Linked DNA regions of Mus musculus: region 1 is linked to region 2. A link is a contact called in public Hi-C data. All regions are on one chromosome and are shown on one strand. Each heading gives the region's core, a stretch centred on a gene start, on an enhancer-like site or on the middle of the called end of the contact. The rest is flanking DNA. Distances are from core to core; before and after follow the strand shown. Region 1 overlaps Stard9 (START domain containing 9). Region 2 holds the start of AV039307 (expressed sequence AV039307).

What was found. Hi-C and Micro-C count contacts between places; a contact is called where the count stands out from the background.
Region 1: a contact with region 2 is called in a Hi-C map of Th1 cells, with 2.0 times the contacts expected there. The contact joins the enhancer-like site here to the promoter of AV039307 in region 2. A contact is called at or near these places in 2 of 39 promoter capture datasets (embryonic stem cells and stem cell-derived epiblast-like cells), 1 of 15 datasets of contacts at CTCF or cohesin (pro-B cells), 6 of 484 Hi-C or Micro-C datasets (the G1E-ER4 cell line, Th1 cells, adipose-derived mesenchymal stem cells and 1 more), 6 of 115 datasets of contacts at active chromatin or transcription factors (the SCID.adh cell line, embryonic stem cells, large pre-B cells and 1 more) and 4 of 9 other capture datasets (adipose tissue, embryonic stem cells, liver and 1 more).

What each region holds. Positions count from the first base shown.
Region 1 is chr2:120,664,745-120,671,553 of GRCm38.p6, reverse strand. It overlaps Stard9 (START domain containing 9), which reads right to left. Exons shown (of 33, transcript NM_001370940.1): 4 at 6,558-6,674; 5 at 5,149-5,181; 6 at 4,999-5,060; 7 at 3,439-3,551; 8 at 405-474. Among named protein-coding and RNA genes, the nearest start is that of Stard9, 39 kb to the right of the region's middle. Within about 2 kb of position 4,818, at least 9 of the 459 cell types and tissues checked have an H3K27ac peak or open chromatin away from gene starts, as enhancers often do. A contact at or near this core is called in Th1 cells, where this site is marked.
Region 2 is chr2:120,848,812-120,855,077 of GRCm38.p6, reverse strand. It overlaps AV039307 (expressed sequence AV039307), which reads right to left and starts at 4,422. Exons shown (of 4, transcript NR_038350.1): 1 at 4,313-4,422. Ttbk2 (tau tubulin kinase 2) reads left to right here and starts at 4,660. Exons shown (of 16, transcript NM_001024856.2): 1 at 4,660-5,022.

The DNA.
Region 1 (6,809 bases), core at 3,569-6,068, 180 kb after region 2:
GTAGTTGAAAACATGAGATGCTATCACACTGCAGAGTAGTGTTAGGAGCATGTAAGTTAATCTCTTAGTTTCATGTGCCTATAACCTCACAAGTTTGGAAAACTACAAGAAAAAATGGTTTTATGAATCATTTTATCCTATATTCATTTTTGCCAAGCTGAGAAGACAGTTCTACCCAATATTATCATGTCCAGAACAAACTCTATTTCCTTTGTAGTGCGAAGAGCAGTAACTTAACCATGTTCTTGATCTGAGAAGACCTGGCTGTACACTGCAGAGAAGTGCAGAGAGATCACTACAAAGGTGGCCCCCGAACTCTCCTTTGGCCATGCTTTCCAAAGGACAGGAAAACACAGGATTGCAAAAGCAGGCTGCAGAAACACCCCACCCAACAAACGTCTTACCTGTTTGCTATCCCTGCCTCCAGGAGCTGGATAACCTGCTGATAGTTGGTAACAACATGCTGAGACAGACCTTGTGGAGGGAGAAAAGAAATCACATGAAACTTCTGGTAAACTAACTTTTCCTGTGGCTTCTGACATTCTTCTTACAACACTTACCTATTATTTCCTATATGAGTTTAAATGCAGGCCCACCATATTGCACATGTGCAGTCAGAGGACAATTACAGGAGTCATTTTTCTCCCTCCACAGGGAGGATCTAGGCATGGAACTTAGGTCATCAGGTTTGAGGGCAAAAGCCTCTAGACCCAATGAGCCATCTTTCCAGCTCTAATTATTTTTTAATTTTTAATTTACTTATCATTCTTATATCATATCACTTGATAAGCTAGAATGAGGAATCCTGACTAAGATTACTCAGGTAAAAATTAATAAATATGTATGGAAACCTCTCATCAAGTGACCGGCGTATTTCCACAAAGATTATAGTTTAGAATTCATGCAGTGGCCATGCTTACAACAACAACAAAAAACTCCTTACAGCTTTACTACAGAAGTTAGAAGAAATCTCATTCTCATATTATTGTTGGGCCTCACAAAATTCCTGATAGGAAAGTGGTATTTTACCCACAAGGTGGCAGACTCAGCTTAGCATACAAAATACATAGTAAATATGTTTCTCTTCTTTCACAGTTTACAACATAAAATTGCATGATATGACACATTATAGACAAACGCTACAGAAATAGAAATGTTGCTACAAACATGCCAAGCAAATCAGAGCAGTGGTCAGGGTGGGCTCTGTGGGTGAAGCAAGGCTACGACAAGCCACTACAGAATGAGAAGGCTTCAGACAGGTGGAAGTGAGCCTACTGACACAAAGAAAATCCTTATGGCAAAGCCACCTACAGCACTTACCAGTGCTAGAGAACCTCTGCTGAGCATCAGAGCCCCAGGGACAAGACAGTGCCATAGGTCTACTGCTAAATAAATGTATAGTAAAACCTGACAAACAGACCTGAATAGTGACTAAACTGCAGGTAGTAGCTGCAATCAATTTTCTGAGCAATTTTCCAGAAATCAAGGGACAAGGGTTACAGTTCACAGCAAACCCAAATTGCCCACCCCCTCAATTTTTGTTTGTTTTATTTTTTGAAATAGGGTCTCAACTCTAGCCCAGGATGCCCTTGGACTCAAGAAAATCCCTTTCCCCCAGCCTCCTGAGTGCAGAGATTATATATAATGCCTGCTTAGACATCAGTCCTTATAGAAAGAAACCCAAAGGACTACAAGACAAGAGGGAGTTGGGGTAGAAGTAAATAAGCCTTCCCAAAGTCTGCCACTGAGCTTCTCGTGCCTTCTACTGGGTCCTAACTTACTTCTTAGACCCTAGTGCTCAAAGGGACTTAGAAGAAGAAAGGAAGACCAATTCCTAAGAGCAGCTTTACAAATACTGACTGCCACAAAACTCACTAGCAATTCAAACATACATGTAAACCTGGGAATATAAATGAAAGATCCCCAAGGAAGATGAGGGCACTGGAATTACCAGGCAGATTTTAAAGCCATGCTGGCTGGTATTTTCAAGGACTTATCAGACAAGACAGCAAAATGCCAGTGGAAACTGGAAAGTCAAGTGGAGGTAGGCTGAGGTCTCCTGGCTGTGTCTGAAGAGGAGGGAGGGCAGAGAGAAACAGGAAGAAAAGGAGAGAGAGCGAGCAGCAGGGAATGGTTTGAAATGTGGAGTCTGAGCACTGATGTATCTATTTGACAGTATTGTTTTACATGGAAAATAAAATTAAAAGGGGCATTTTTATGAGTCCAGGCTGCCGGGGGGAAGAAACACTTGGTAGCAGAGTCAGAGAATGCCGCTGACCATCTATCAGCCATGCCTGTTCAGGAGAGTTCTTATGTCTCTCCTCATCAGGATTTAAGTTAGCAGACACTGTGAGGAATGAGTTACAGGCCCCAGACCTTAGCATAACTGACACCATGCTAGAAGTACAGAGGCACCGCTCGGACTAAGAGCCTAGCGTGTAGACCTTAACACCTGCCAAAACGAGAACAAAGGCCTAATCCACGCAAGTCCAGAGTTCCAAGAAAGTCACTAAACATACTATCCTTCTGTTTTGGCTTCTGGAGTTCCTCTTCTTGGCTGACTGTTCTTGCTAAGGTGTGTTAAACCAAGATGTGGAGGCTTTGTTTGTTTGTTTGTCTTTCTGTGCTTAAAAGCTCACCCTGACAGCTGGAGAGATGGTTCAGAGATTAAGAGCACTGGCTGCTCCTCTAGACATCCTGAGTTCAATTCCCAGCAACAATGTGACAGCTCACATACATGCAGACAGAGCACTACATACATAATAATTAAATCTTTGCTTAGTCAGCATCAATTGTTACCTGTCAGATCTGTCAGAAGAGCTTCTCTTGACCACACACAGAGGTTCAGTTGCCTACATGTCCCAGGAGTCTTTTTTTTTTTTTTTACAGTTTATTCTTTTTGGTTTTTTAATACACGATTTCTCTATGTAGATGTCCTAGAACTTACTCTGTAGACTGGCTGACCTCGAACTCACAGAAATCCACCTGCTAAGATTACAGGGGTCTTTCCTCCTCCTCCTCCTCCTCCTCCTCCTCTTCCTCTTTTTGGTGTTTTGAGACAAGGGTTTCTCTGTGTAACCCGGTTGTCTCCGCTCTCCTGGAACTTGCTCTATTGAGCAGATTGGCTTCACCTGCCTCTGCCTCCCAAGTGCTGGGACTAAAGGTTATATACCACCATGCCTGGCTTCAGGGGTCTTCTCAATAGCTGTATCTAGCTACTTTATAAACCTTTGTCACAACGTGCAATTGTTTGCCTCATGACACTTTCAGCAGAATTTAAGCTTGCCTGTGAAGCTTGCCATGTCATGTCAGCAATGTCCAGCACAGTAGCCAGCACACAGAAAACCTTCACTTCACATGCTGAGAAAGTTATCAAACATTAGGAGAACTTCCTAAACTTCAGGGGGCTCTCCAATTCCCACGATCACAGAAGCTCACCTTGGACGTAGGGTCCCATCTCTGGGTGCTCCCTGACCCTTAAGGTATAGGACTTATTTTGATTGGATTGTTTCAAAAGATCTCTCACCCGTTCGTTGTAGATTTCTAGGAAGCTAAAGACACAAAAAAAGGCATGGCCATTAGATTCTGTAGAAAAAGGAAAAATACTAAACTGAGAACCACAAGGTTTCCTGTTCTGGCTCTGATAACCTTAAGACTTCAACCAAGCCAGGGCATCAGTCATGAATGCTGGAAATAAAACAACCCTTTGCAAAAGCGGTATATGTGCTTGTGGTAATTTGAATGAGAAATGCTTACAGTCTCAGGCATTTAAATGCTTGGCCCCTAATTCACCAACTAGGCACTATTTGGGGGAGGTGAGGGAGGTTGTGGTGCTTTGAATGAGAATGGTTCCCATACACCACAGGCTCATAACTTAAACGCCTCATCTCAAGGTCCACTACTAAGCCAACAGAGGAAATTAAATGTGAAGGTCCCACCCTTGGCCTTGCTGTCAGCTGGACAACTCTAATCTGTTCTACACATCAAGACTGTGAACAAGATGTTATACTGTCTAGAGATCTATTTCATTTTTAACTAAACCAATAATGATTACATATAACAGGAAGGGAAGAGAGGAGGTGAGAAAGGAAGGAGAATACAAGGTTTAAAGAAAAACTAATAAAGTCAGGCAGTGGTGGTGCACACCTTGAATCCCAGTACTCAGGAGGCAGAAAGTGTGCTGATGTCTGTGAGTTTGAGGCTAGCCTGGTCTACAGAGTTAGTCCTATGACAGTCGGGATATGCAGAGAAACTGTCTCAGAAAAGAAAGAAAAAAAGGAAGGAAGGAAAGATGGTAGGAAGGAGGAAGAGAGGGGGGAAAAAAGAGGGCTAGAGAGATGCACTGACTGCTCTTCCAGAGGTCCTGAGTTCCATTTCCAGCAACCACATGGTGGCTCACAACCATCTGTAATGGAATCTGATGCCCTCTTCTGGTGTGTCTGAAGACAGCGACAGTGTACTCATACAAATAAAATTATTAAAAAAGGAAGATAGAAAGAAAGGAAGAAAGAAAAGAAAAGAAAACCTAGTAATCATATATCAATATTTTTCTCAATGCAGCTTGGTAAAACTTTGTTTTGCTAGGCCATAGAGGATCATGCTTATAACTACAACACTTGGGAGGGTAAAACAGCAGGATAAAGGGTCTGAGGCCAGCCTAGGTTACATAGCATGATGCTGTCTGACAAAACAAAACAAAACAAAACCTTGTACCTAGCACTAGTCTGGAAAGTCGGTCTGAAATCTCCAGAATGAGCCAACAAGGGTTAGGAGGGGAATCCCAAAAGCAAGAGTGAGACAACAGGAAGTGAGGGGAACAGAGGCACAGGAGGAACCTGATGGGCTAGTCCGGGGCAACCCAAAGGCTTAGTATGTGTCCCATTTCCTATACTGCATGATGTGTCCTCTGCGGATTTTCTCCACCCCTCTGCTGACCCTGACGTGAAAGGAGCTGGGGATGGAAATGGGACATCTGGGGTCTGGGGCTTGAGCTCTTACCTTACTTTTATGCTACGGGAACAAGGCTGAGAGGCACAGTCATCCTCCCTGATGAAGAGACCCTGCACAGACCAGAGCGTTAGGCTTTACTGAAGGAAGCTGACATAGGAAGCCCACGGGGGGAGGACGTGACCCAAAGAGAATCTATACCTCACATATCCTCGGAGTCAGCCCAACAGAGGCCTGGTGACAAGAAAAGGAAAGCATTACTGTTGACCCACACTGCCCACATGCCCTCATCTTACCACAAAGCACCTGGAGTCCCTGAGCACACAGGGTGGCTGTGTGTGCGAGCTAGCCTATACAGCAGTGTATAGAAGACTACTTGCTGGCACTTTCAGGAGAGACTAACAAAAGGGACGGACATACAGACGAGGGGCAGATTATCACCATAAGACAAATAAGAGAAGCAGGAAACCTAGGCATATGCTTTCCTGCAGTGAACTTCATCGTGCTTAGATGAGTTCACACTACTAATGTGGTCCCTTCTAGATCCCTACTGCTACCCCTAGACACTGGACACATGAACGAACACCCTCTGCAAAACTGTGCAGAAATTCAAAGAAGCTGCTATTTCCTCTACCTCATATCCAGAGGTTTAAAGTTTTATTCTCCTTGGTTCATTGGGCAATTTCTTCTTCTTCTTTTTTTTTTAAAGATTTATTTATTTATTTATTTATTATATGTAAGTTATTATATGTAAGTACACTGTAGCTGTCTTCAGACACTCCAGAAGAGGGAGTCAGATCTTGTTACGGATGGTTGTGAGCCACCATGTGGTTGCTGGGATTTGAACTTCCGACCTTTGGAAGAGCAGTCGGGTGCTCTTACCCACTGAGCCATCTCACCAGCCCCCAATTTCTTCTTTTAATTTCAAATATCTGAAACCACACTACTCATGGACAAAGGAAACAATGAGGAAACACTTCACAGAGAAGTGGCTATTTCAGACTGTCCCTATGCAAGGTTATCTGTCAACCACTGCCCAAGTCATCTCATTGGCATACTTCTAAATCTAAAACAAAGGATAGACTTGTTTGTTTGTTTGTTTGTTTGTTTTGCAAGGCAGGATTTCTCTGTATAACAGTTCTGGCTGTCCTGGATTTATTTTATAGTCCAAGCTGGTCTTGAACTCACAGAGATCCTCCTGCCTCTGCCAGGATTAAAGGTGTGCACTACCACACCTAACATCAGAAAAGGTATTATTAAGAATGCTATCCTTGGGCTAGAGAGATGGCTCAGTGGTTAAGAGCACTGACTGCTCTTCCAGAGATCCTGAGTTCAAGTCCCAGCAACCACATGGTGGCTCACAACCATCTGTAATGAAATCTGATGCCCTCTTCTGGTGTCTGAAAACAGCTACCGTGAGTGTAGTTGACATGGTGGCACATGCCTTTAATCCCAGCACTTGGGAGGCAGAGGCAGGCGAATTTCTGAGTTCGAGGCCAGCATGGTCTATAGAGTGAGTTCCAGGACAGCCAGGGCTACACAGAGAAACTCTGTCCGAAAAAACAAAAAAAAAAAAAAAAAAAAAAGTTCACTTCAGTGCCAATACTCACTGGAGTCCCCAGCATGGTATATGTCTTCCCAGAGCCTGTCTGCCCATAGGCAAAGAGACATATGTTGTAGCCTTTGGCTGCTCCAGACAGTACTTCAGTTCCCAAGTCCCGGAACACCTGTAACAACAAAAGCAGACAGCTTGTCATTGGCCCATTTTCCCAGAGCACATTTAGAAATATTTTTAATCTAAAAAATATAAGATATTGAATCTAAACTCAATCATTTCATAAGAATCAATTCAACTTCAGGAA
Region 2 (6,266 bases), core at 3,173-5,672:
GCACACAAGGGGGATCAAAACAAAACAAAACCCCAAAACCAAAAAAGCCCTGAGCATTCAATTCCTGATACCCAAATAAAAAACAACAGCTGACAGGGCTGGAGAGAGATGGCTCAATGGTTAAGAGCTTTGACTGCTTTTCCAAAGGACCTAGGATCAATTCCCATCCCTCACATGACAGCTCACAACTATACCTCCAGTGGCTCCAACTCCCTCAGACAGACAGACATATAGGCCAAACACCAAGAAAATGCACATTAAAAATAAATACATAAAAAACCTGAGCAAAAACATAGAATTTAATATTCTAAAAAACTTAACTGCTGGCTTGAAGCTATGGCTCAATGATAAACTACTTGCCTAGAATGGTGATGGTCTAGGTTCAATCTCTAGTACGTTTCCTCCACCAAAAAACCCAAAACACTTTTTAAGTCTTACCCTTAATGATAATCATTAATTGGAGTCTCATAAAAGTTAGGGGAAAATGGCAAGGAAATTAAGAAATAACTACGGGGGGGGGGGCAGCGGTGGTGTATGCATTTAATCCCAGCACTCAGGAGGCAAAGGTAGGCATATCACTGAGTTTGAGGCCAACTGGGTCTACAGAAGTTTCAGAACAGCTCAAGGCTACATAGGGAAACCCTGTCTCAAAAACAAAACAAAACAAAACAACCCCTATAATTAGAATAGAATCATAGAATCATTTCTTCCCTTCTTTTGGCAGTGCTAGAGATCAAACCCAGGGTCTTTAGGCAAGTTAGTCAAATGCTCCAGCATTGATCTTACCCTGGAATTACTTTACAAATGTAAACTTTTTCTTTCTTTAACTTTTGTCAGGCTCAATACTCCCTTATAGTCTATTTTAATTGCTATCAAACCAAAATTGATATTCAATAACTCATATCCTCCAAATTATGGCTACCTTGTCTAGCTGTCCAACACTTTTTTCTAGCTTTATTCTTCATATTTGGATTTTAAATTTTTGACATAAAGCTTATCAACACAAAATGATGAAGTTTTGAAATTATTAAAAAATAAAACCAGGACACAAAACAGGGTAGTTCATACAATTGGTGTGAGGAGGTTTCTGTTAAAAACTGAACCGGGGCACTCTCAGAGAATCTCGGGCCTCTGCTGCTCACACACAGTCTTGTTTAGTGATTCCTGTTATAGTGTGTCTAACTGAGCTACAAACTTCCAAAGCAGTAGTTGCTACAATGCATTCTATTTGCTAAATACATAGCAGAACTCTGAAGTTTATTTGTATTTGTTTTTCTAGTGCCTAGCAAAGTAGTCCACCCTATGAAAATTTGTTTATAGAGATTCTGTCAATTGAGTAATGTTTAAATAGAAACTAGTTTGATGGAGAATATAAAGGCAAGGCTGTTTGGTGGTTTGCAGAAGCACTGTAAATCCCACGATTGGATTTCATGGTTTGAAGCTCTGTGTACTCAGTTTGAAAGCAGCCTGACAGCTATAAGGAAATTAATACACAGTTATTAGTGTACAGTTCTGGGGTCTGAGAGGTTTTGTTTTTGCTTTTTTGACCCCAGGAATTGGACTTAAAACATTGTTCATGATGAACCTGTGCTCTACCAGTGAGCTACACTCTTGGCCACCTGAGACTTTGGCTTTTCTGGTGCAACTTAGCTAATTCTCTTGTGCTGACAAAACACCTGGTTGGGAGGGGGGGCGGAGTTGGGGGAGGAAGCAGCTTAAGGAAGAGTTTATTTTGGTTCATAGTTCAAAGGTACAGAGTCAGTATGGGGCGGGGGAAGCTGTGGAGTGTGAGATGTCTGGTCCTCTTGGTGGTTAACTTCCTTTCTTGCTTTTCTGCTCACACAGCCAGCATTTGCACCCAGATCGGGGGATGTTAGGTGCTTTGCCTTTCTCATGTCAACTGCACACATTCACTCAGGGTTCCTCTGCACCCTATAATGCCACCTGGACTAGGGTGTGTCTTCCCCCTCTCCACTAACAAAATCTAGATAATCCCTCATAGACACATGGAAGAGAGCAAAGAGCTTGTCTCTTTGGTGATTCTAGCTAGAACCCTGTCAAGTTGACAAAGGATATTAGCCATCACAGGTGCAGAGAGGGGCACTCAACACTTCCTTCACATCCCAGGAGAATTTTTAAAGACAAGGAAGGAAAGCCCTGTCAGCCATCTTCTTTCTTTGATCTTCATGCTGATTCATACTGTGGTGTTGGGGCTGGGGATGTGATTCAGGAGCATTGTGCTTACCCTGCTAGGGTACAATAAACAAAACATTGTCATGTTGCCCTGGTAACCTCGTGCTGCAAATGACCCACATAGGTAATTTCCTGTTGAGATGGGGGTGGGGGAGACATATTACAAAGTGGCACCTAAATGTGGGTAGATTAGCACACACATGGAAGAACAGGAAAAGGAGAGGGTTATTCAGTGTATTGTTTATTTCATGCTGGAGCAAAGGGGAAAATAACTATTGTAAAGTGAATTATGTCTTATATGAAGTCTACCTGGTATAAAACTGAATCTTACTGACTACTTTGTAAGATTTTTCTTAAGTCTGAGTTTTGTTCCTTCATGTATCCAGAGTATCCGCACACCTGAGTCAGTCTTCTATTTCACCTTTATTTCCCCAAATCTCTTTTCTTTTCTTTTTTTATTTTAAAGCAGGGTTTCTCTGTGTAGCCCTGGTTGTCCTGGAACTCTCTCTGTAGACCAGGGTGACCTCAAACTCACAGAGAAACGCCTGCCTCTGTCTCCTGAGTGCTGGGACTAAAGGTGTGCACCATCACTGCCTATTTTCCCAAATCTTTCTGTATTAGTAGTTATCGCCACACAATCAACCAGTGTTGAAGATAATAGTAAACATTTATTTTTGATACTGCAGATTAAACCTTAAACATTTATTGTATCATATTTTTGTGGGGCTGAATGTGGGGAATGGCTTAGCTAGCTGATTCCGGCTTGGCTTATTTTACAAGGTGATTGTCAAGATGCCAGCTGGAAGCTGTAATTGCAGCATGCCCAAGACTGAGGCAGGAAGATCAAAAAACTGAGGCTATTCAGGGCTTCATGGGGGCTACAGCCTATCTTTAAAAGAAAACAATGAAGATTCCACAATGAAACCCATTTGTATCTTAACCTAATTTTTAAATTCTACCTGTTTTTGTAGCACATGTCTGTATTGAATAATGGGGGAAAAAAGCATTTTCCAACTTTCATCAATAGAAACAAAACAATCTGGCAACGCCTTCATGTTTGAATAGAACAAGATGACCTCACCATCAGTTGTCTTTTGTTTTGGTTTCTGTCCAAGAGTCTGCACATGACAGGCAGTAAGGATGTCTCCTGCTTGTAAAGGAATATAAAGAGGATGGTAGTTCCTTAACAGTAAGAACACTTTTGTCACCTAAGAAAATATTTGAAAGTAAAAGTGAACCTTTGAGCCGGGTGTGGTGGCGCACGCCTTTAATCCCAGCACTCGGGAAGCAGAGGCAGGCAGATTTCTGAGTTCGAGGCCAGCCTGGTCTACAGAGTGAGTTCCAGGACAGCCAGGGATATACAGAGAAACCTTGTCTCGAAAAACAAAAACAAAAACAAAAACAAAAACAAAAAGTGAACCTTTACAATTCATACCATTGCATCCTCTCTGTTCCTGGCAAACTCGTGGCAGTCATTGCAATTGTTAAGGAAAAAAGAACGTTGGGCATACAATATGGAATAGGTCCGCAGTTTGGTTTTGACATCAGTTTTGTGATCTTGGTAAAGTTTATTCTTAATTTTTAATGTCTATATAATGGATAGTAAAGAAAGAAGAGGGACTTACTCTTAGGTTTTGTTTTGTTTTTTTTCACCAAAGAGCTTGGCACATTCAACATGAAATACGTCTCCCATACAGCCTCGGTGTCCCACCCTTCATAGTTAGTCTTTGTGTGTCTTGAGCCACTCCTGCAAACTCCAAGCTTAGAGTCCCAGACTGGTCCACATGAAAGTTGTTCATTGTCTTTATCAAAAAGCCAATGAAATCTTTTTTCGTGGGTTGTGAATGGGCACTCCCTCGCCAGGCTGACATCTTTGTAACTCCTTTCTTTTCTCCCAATACCTTCGGGTTTCCCGGCCCTAGTTAGCAGCTTAGGTTAGGGGACAGCGCCCATTTCCCAGATCCTGGCAGCTCTAGGTCTGAGCAGGCGAGTAGACCTTAAGCAATGACCCGGCCTCACGATTCTCGACGCGACCGCCTCAGTGACAAAGCATTACCAATTTTCTTCCAAAGGGCCCAACTCTGTGGCCATAAGCACGCTGAGCTAGGAGAACACCTACTGAAGTCGGCTCTCAGAAGCACTGCGCCTTACATCTCTCCTCAGGACAGGCCGGCCGTTGCAGCGGAGGCTGGAACTACGAGTCCCAGAATTCCCAAGCACACGCGCACTGTCATTGTGATGCTCCTTTCCCGGTAACTCGCCCTCTCAGGCAAACCTGAAGATAGCGGCAATTCTCCGGTGGGGGGCGGAGACACTCTCGGCCCAATTCTCCGCCCCCTTCCTGATAGGCAATGGGACTAGCCAACCGACGCCACAGGCTGGGAACGTGCTCTCCAATCAGCACCCGCGGCGGAGAGGTGGGCGGTGCGCGCTGGCAGGGCGGGTGGGCTAGGCTGTGCGGCTTGCGGGGGGGAGAGTAACGTCGGGCCGGGTCAGCGGGCGCTGCAGTAGTCGCCGCAGCGGCGATGGGAGCGGTAGGGACGAGGAGGCGGCGGCGGCAGGAGGAGGAGGAGGAGCAGGGGCTGGCACGAGAGCAGCGGCCCGGGACAATCCGCAGCAATACCCGCAGCCGCTGCCGCCGCCTTTAGACGCGGACGGCATCCGAAGGGACCGCCGGCCGTCTAAGCCGCGCTCCGGTCCCGCCGCAGTGGGCGGCGGGGGATGGGCAGGCGGTGGCGGGCCCGCCTGCTGAGCGGTGACTCCTGCCGGTGCGGACCCTGAGCTAGACCCTCGTCCTCCGTCAGAGATCCTGCGTCCGCCGCGGCCCAGGTAGGACACACCCCCGAGCCCCAGGGCGTCTCCAAGAAGCTTCCCTGCGCCCGCCTCATCCCTCGTTCAGCTCAACCGAGGCGTGGAGGGGAGACTGCCCGAGACCCCTGGGTTTCTTATGCCCACGCCCTGAGGCGACGCCAGACCCAAATTGATCCTCATCCCACAGATCTTTCTGGTTCTGCCCCATTTCCCCGGAGGCTTTGGGTGCCTTCCCTGAACTTGGAGGTTCATGAAGCTGCTTCGTCTGTTTCTGTGGGTGACCCATATATCACTTGTACTCATGACTCTTCTGGCTACCAGGACCGAGCAGAGAGGAGTCTTTTGAAATTATGAGCGTTTCATTCTATCTTGCTTTTCCCACTGTAATGGAAGAGTGACGGGACTACCGAATCTCATTTGTGTGGTAACAAGGAAGGCCGGGACTTTGTAGTATTGAAGTAATGACCAGAGGGATTTGCTTTGACAAAGATGATGCTGTTGATACGCGGGGATGCCAAAAGAGGGACAAAAGAGCCTACATATACGCACTGTCGAGTCAGAGAAGTAAATAATCATGGGGATGCTAGGATACCTGATCCTTAAATGAAGTTCATTTTGTTTCAGTTGTGGCGCTGCCTTAGAGGTAAAAATGACATTGAGTTGTACTTTGCTTTGGATTAAAGTTGATAGGCTTCTCTCCCCTAGCTTTGGAAGCTGTCCTTTAACATTTAAAGAAGACAATTCTATTTTAACCTGTATATGATGGGAAGATGTTATTTAGTAGAATTGAATGTGTGTGAGAGAGTGTATTGTGAATGGACTCAAACTCTCAAATACAAGGAGGATTCAGGCTGTGTTTTGTTTCAGTGTTTGGTTTTGAGCCATTAATAGTTGCAGTGACATTAAACATGGACTTGCCAGGATAGACTGCAAAGATGTATCTGTTTTCTTTCAGCAAAGTGGACTAGAATAACATTCATTTAAGGAGTAAAAAAAATGAGGATTTTTTAAAAAGTATTGAGTGGGTTGAATACTTTTTACTTTTTATGTTGCGATTTTAAAGAAGCTGCAATGGTGACAGATATAACAGTATGCCATCTTGGAGAATCTATCCTGATGAGGATTATGATCTATTAAAAATTAAAGCATAATGAAAGAACTCTTTAACGCAGAAGCTTATATTTCCTGTATGATGAATTTTTATAGACACCAGAAAGGATGTTTGAAGCATGACTACAAAGGAAGGTTTCTCTAATAGTTTA